2 separate regions of the Rattus norvegicus genome follow, and region 1 is linked to region 2. A link is a contact called in public HiChIP or PLAC-seq data. All regions are on one chromosome and are shown on one strand. The core of a region is the stretch at or near the end of the contact, and the rest is flanking DNA. Distances in the headings are between cores, read along the strand shown.

Region 1 (2,700 bases), core at 68-2,567, 590 kb before region 2:
CTGAGAGGATGACAAGGTATGTATAGCCACACCCAGGTCAGACACTGTATTTTTCTGATGCTTTCCTTAAGGGACCCAGACCAGCTTCTCATGCTTTCCCCTAAATCCCCTAAGCTAAGACAGCAGTGACTCAGAGTGCCAAGTGGACTGCACGGAGCAGACACAGCGAACTGCCCACGAGGCATCATTAAGATTTCTCCTTGGTGCCTCTGCCTACCATCTCTCTGGTTAACGCTAATCGAGACAGACTCCGAAGGGGCTGCTGCCAAGACTCAAGAAGCAGACATAAACACGCCATCAGACAGGGTCAAACTGAGGAGATGGCTGTGTCCTAAAAATCAATACCTCCCCGAGTGCTCAGTAAAATGCTGACGCGCTGCGAGAAGCATGGCTCGGGCTAGCCGGGACACCTCAGATCAGAAAGATCCTGAAAAATGCTCACTGTGCATACCATACCTTGGGTGTGTGTGGAAGTGTGCCTACCAGACACCCCATATCCCTATGGGTGTCAAATGGGACAAATGACACCAGAAAAAAAGATTCAACTCCATTACCTCGTCCTGCCCGAGAAGGACTTTTGTGGTGAGCACTGGTTTGCTGATGTCATTGGCTACATTGCTGGGCTCCAAGGAGACTAACGTACCCATCTTCCCGAATTGGGTCACCACAACCAGGATGTGGCTGCTGAAGGCCGTGCAGACCACCTGGGTGGGCACACCGCATACCACCTCTGTCTTCTGTTTAGATACTACCAGTGGTTTGTCTTCCATGGCTCCGTTCTTCAATGGAGGCTTTAGTTTTAAAAGAAAAGAAAAAGAGGGATGAAGCGATCAGAGTCTGATATAACCTGGAGCTCCAAAGCAGAAACGTTGAACAACCCATTTCAAGCTGCAAATGGTGGCACATGTCTGTCATCCCAGCACAAGGGAGGCTGAGGCTGGAGAATCCCGACTTCGAGGCCAGCCTGAACTACACCGGAGAGACCCTATTATCAATACCACGCCCCAACTCAAAAGCAAGTGTGCGCATGCTCATGAGGCTTTTGTTAGGATTCTTTGTTCCGCCGCGCTGCTTGCAATTATGGCCATTCCCATGACTAGCGGTCTTCCACTTCTAGATACGAGGGATGAGGGAAACCGCCGAGCTCACCGGGGAACCCCGGCCGCACTGGACTGGGGAATGGCTGGATCACTACTGACAGCAATTGGGACCAAAACCCTCAGCAACCAGCGCTCACCACACTAGCAGTGCCAGAAAGATGTCTCAGTGAGCAACTCAGCTAGCTCTGGCTTGGCAGAAGCGCTGGCGAGAACTTCCGGTTCCGGTCCGTTGAGCCTAAGGTCCCTGGATCCTCGCAGTCCCAGAGCCTTCCGTTCCGCGCTGCAAAGGAGAAGTCCAAGCTTCGTGTTAAAGGGACAATGTGCCTGTCGAGCTTCAGGACCTCGTGGGCGGTGCTTGAACCCCAATGTAGGGGACTTTGTGTCCTAGCTGTGGACTGGGATGGCAATAAGAATTAATATTTATTTTCACTTGGTGTGTACCTGGCTTTGGCTAAGGAACACTTTATAGTAACTTATTTTGTCTGTCTGTCCATTTTGCCTTTTTTAGTCATGGTATCTCTGCGTAGCCCTGGCTGTCCTGGAACTCACAATGTCAACCAGGATGGCCTCTAACTCAGAGGGAGGCCTGCCCCTCCCGAGTTCTGGGTTCTCCTCCTCCTCCTCCTCCTCCTCCTCCTCCTCCTCCTCCTCCTCCTCCTCCTCCTCCTCCTCCTCCTCCTCCTCCTCCTCCTCGTCCCCCTCCTCCTCCCTTCCTCTCCTCTTATTTATTTTGAGTCGCAAGTATCCTAGGTTGATTGAGAAAAATCTTGAACTTTTTTTTTTTTTTGGTTCTTTTTTTTCGGAGCTGGGGACCGAACCCAGGGTCTTGCGCTTCCTAGGCAAGCGCTCTACCACTGAGCTAAATCCCCAACCCCAATCTTGAACTTCTGATTCTCCTCCTTCCACCTTCTGAGTACAGAGATGACTGGAATGCACCACACGCATGGTTACTCGGTATGAGGATAACATCCGGGAATTTATGTAAGCTAAGCAAGCATTCACCAACCCTCATTTTTCTAAAAAGAGATTTATTTTATGTCTGTGAGTGCACTGTAGCTGTCTTCAGACACACCAGAAGAGGGCATCAGATCCCATTATAGATGGTTGTGAGCCACCATGTGGTTGCTGGGAACCGAACTCAGGATCTCTGGAAGAGGATTCAGTGCTCTTAACTACTGAGCCATCTCTCCAGCCCTCCAGCCCTCATTTAATCTTTTTTCTCCTTCCCTCTTTCCTTCATTTTCTTTCTTTCTTTTGGGTATTGAGGAACAAGTCTCATTTATATTAATTATTGCTCATCTTGCAGGATACTTAAAAGAATTAGACAGTATTTGTTTGTTTTCTTATTTATTTACATGAGTATTTTTGCCTTCCTGTAATGCCGCGTGCATGCAGTACCCACAGCGGCCAGGAGAGGGCGCTGGACTCCCTAGAATTGGAGTTATAGACAGTTATGGGCTGTCATGTAGGCGATGGGAAGCAAGAGCAACAAATGCTCTTTTTTTTTTTTTTCTTTTTTATTTTTTTCCGGAGCTGGGGGCCGAATCCAGGGCCTTGCGCTTGCTAGGCAAGCGCTCTACCACTGAGCTAAATCCCCAAC
Region 2 (2,700 bases), core at 174-2,673:
AACTTACTCACCAGCCCGTGGCCCTGTTTTTGTTGGTTTAGTCTTTATATCGCACAGGCTAACAGGAACTCATCTTTCTGCCTCAATCTCCCCAGTGCTAGGATTCAAAGTCTTGTTTTCAGGGCCAACTCACTGGTCCCTTAAAAAAATTTCTTTTCTCGTTTTTGTTTTGCTTTTATTAATGATCTGGGACTGGAGAGATAGTTCAACTGTTAAGAGCACTGCCTACTCTTCTACAGGGGCCTGGGTTCTATTTCCAGCATCCACATGGAGGTTCTACGTGTCTGTAATTCCAGTCCTGTGCGTGATACGATGCCCTCTTTCGGCCTCCGCCTGCACACACGGTGCACAGACTTACAGGCAGAGCACTCATACGCATAAAAATAAAGTTTTCGAGTTAAGAGATGATTGTAAGCCACCATATGGGTACTGACAGCCAAACTTGGTCGTCAGCAAAAGTGTTCTTATGCTCTTAGTCCCTCAACTAGTCCTTATTAAGCTTTTCGAAACGTCCCATAAGGGACAGTTTTGGGCTGGAGGTTTCAAAAATTTTGGCTATGTTTCCGAACAACCACTCCTGGGGTCCCCCAGGTGGCTCCACGAAGGCTCCGCTCCGCCCACCCCACGCTGGCCCACGTGATCGCGTTCTCCCGCGTGTGAAGATAGCAGTCACCGGCGGACTGAACCACAGTGACTTTCATCTCGCGGGCTAACGTGCGAGCCGCTACGGTGAGGATGTCCATTGAGATTAAAGCCACTCGTCACACGACTCTGCATTGTGCAGGCAGTCATTTTTCTGTATGTTGGCGGCCTCTGGCTGTCGGCGAGCTCCTCGTGTAATTTTGGAACCTTTCGTTCTTTTGCCCCGTCAGTGGACGGGTTTAAAATAAAGCCCTTGCAGGGGAGGGAAGCCAGTCATGTCAGTCAAGCAGTCTGTCTGACTAAGAGCAAAACTTACAAAGAATCATGTGTGGAACTTTCAGCTATCTTGGCATTATTTTATGGTCACATATTTTGTTTTCATACAGTTCCGCGTGTTAAAAATCACTCGAAAATCTACTTGGTGCTCCCCCAGGTAGTTCAGTCCTTCCCCGTAGCGCCCGCCGGGAGAGGCAGAGGGACGTCTGCCATCTTGGCCGCAACTATTTCTTACCCAGAATGGGGGAGCCACATATCCTTTTGAATTTATTTGCTACCTTAAAAACTCTTTTGGGCTACACGTAAACTCATATGTCTTGAAAATGAATATTATAGTTGTTTTGAAATGTTTTTATGCATATCTGAGTTTTCTCGGGCTGGTCGTGAGAAATGAAGGTGTGGGTGTCTACCCTGAGCTACATCTTGGTATGACCCACTCGCTGCACGCACGTGGCTCCGCGCTAGCGGCGCGCGGTGATTTCTGGGAGTCGGAAGCAGGGCGGCCGAGCCGGGTGAGGAGCAGCGCGGGCCCATGCAGGACGCTGAGAACGTGGCGGCGCCCGAGGCGGCCGAGGAGCGGGCCGAGCCCGCGAGGCAGCAGCCGGTCTCCGAGTCACCGCCGACGGACGAGGCGGCAGGGTCTGGCGGGTCCGAAGTGGGGCGGACGGAAGACGCCGAGGAAGACGCCGAGGCCAGACCGGAGCCCGAGGTGAGGGCCAAGCCGGCGGCCCAATCCGAAGAGGAAACGGCGGCGAGTCCGGCCGCCTCGCCCACGCCGCAGTCGGCGCAGGAGCCCTCTGCTCCCGGGAAGGCGGAGGCCGGCGGAGAGCAGGCCAGGCACCCCTCGGCTAGAGCGGAGGAGGAGGGCGGGTCCGATGGGAGCGCGGCCGAGGCGGAGCCGCGGGCTCTGGAGAACGGAGAGGCAGATGAGCCCTCCTTCAGCGACCCCGAGGATTTCGTAGACGACGTGAGCGAGGAAGGTAAGGGCTGTGAGTCGTGATTATGTCCATGGTGAGGGTATCCACTTAAGTCGTCGAGAGCGCGAGGTCTCCGGGCTGCAACGACCCTCTGTTTCCTCTACTGTAAGGGGGATCATTTGGGGAGTCTGTTTCTCCGAGAAGACCGGGCGTCTCGGGGTTAGTGGAAGGGCAGAACGACCTGGAATATCTGGGGGTTATTCCATTTTCCCGGCCAAGGTTTCCAGTGTTGGTCAGCTGGACTCTTCAGAGGGCCGAACGGGAGGGACAGGTCGTGTGTAGAGCCTGGTGCCTTCCCCCTTGTTAGAAGTGCATTCCCAATGGTTTCCATAGTAAGGCATTGACTTCGGACCCAACCACATTACCGCCTGCTCATCTCTTTCTTAGGTCGGTACCCTGGACCATTCTTGTGTTGTACATTGCTTTTCATGTTGTTGGTTTTGCAACTTACTTTGTTTTCTTCTATGGTGACTGGCGGTTTTTTTAAGGCATTGTTTCTGCCTACCTTCTCAGGAGCTAGATTCTTAAAATGTTTTCTGACAAGTTGATAGCATGTGTTCCTCTGCTGTTTCAATTTCATGCTGAAAGCGTACGAACCAGTTCATTCATGTGTTGTTGTGGCAAATAACCAAGAGGCGAGGGCCTAAGAACACCACTCTTTTTTTTTTTTTAAATATGAGACAGGGCCTCACTCAGATCAGGCTGAAATTTAACTCTTGGTTCTTCTGTCTCAGTTTTCGTGGTGCGAAAAGACATGTACCCCCAATCAATTGCTTTTGAACTACCAATGATATTCCATGAAAAT

Evidence for each region. HiChIP or PLAC-seq counts read pairs in DNA pulled down with a chosen protein or histone mark.
Region 1: an H3K27ac HiChIP or PLAC-seq map of oligodendrocytes shows a contact between it and region 2, with 7 times the contacts expected there. The contact joins the promoter of Psmg3 here to the promoter of Eif3b in region 2. A contact is called at or near these places in 3 of 12 Hi-C or Micro-C datasets (the Rat2 cell line, Schwann cells and frontal cortex) and 1 of 1 datasets of contacts at active chromatin or transcription factors (oligodendrocytes).

The regions. Positions count from the first base shown.
Region 1 is chr12:19,921,905-19,924,604 of GRCr8, reverse strand. Psmg3 (proteasome assembly chaperone 3) reads right to left here and starts at 1,317. Exons shown (of 3, transcript NM_001399013.1): 1 at 1,238-1,317; 2 at 555-791. The coding sequence starts at 770.
Region 2 is chr12:19,333,491-19,336,190 of GRCr8, reverse strand. Eif3b (eukaryotic translation initiation factor 3, subunit B) reads left to right here and starts at 1,423. Exons shown (of 19, transcript NM_001031640.1): 1 at 1,423-1,898. The coding sequence starts at 1,451.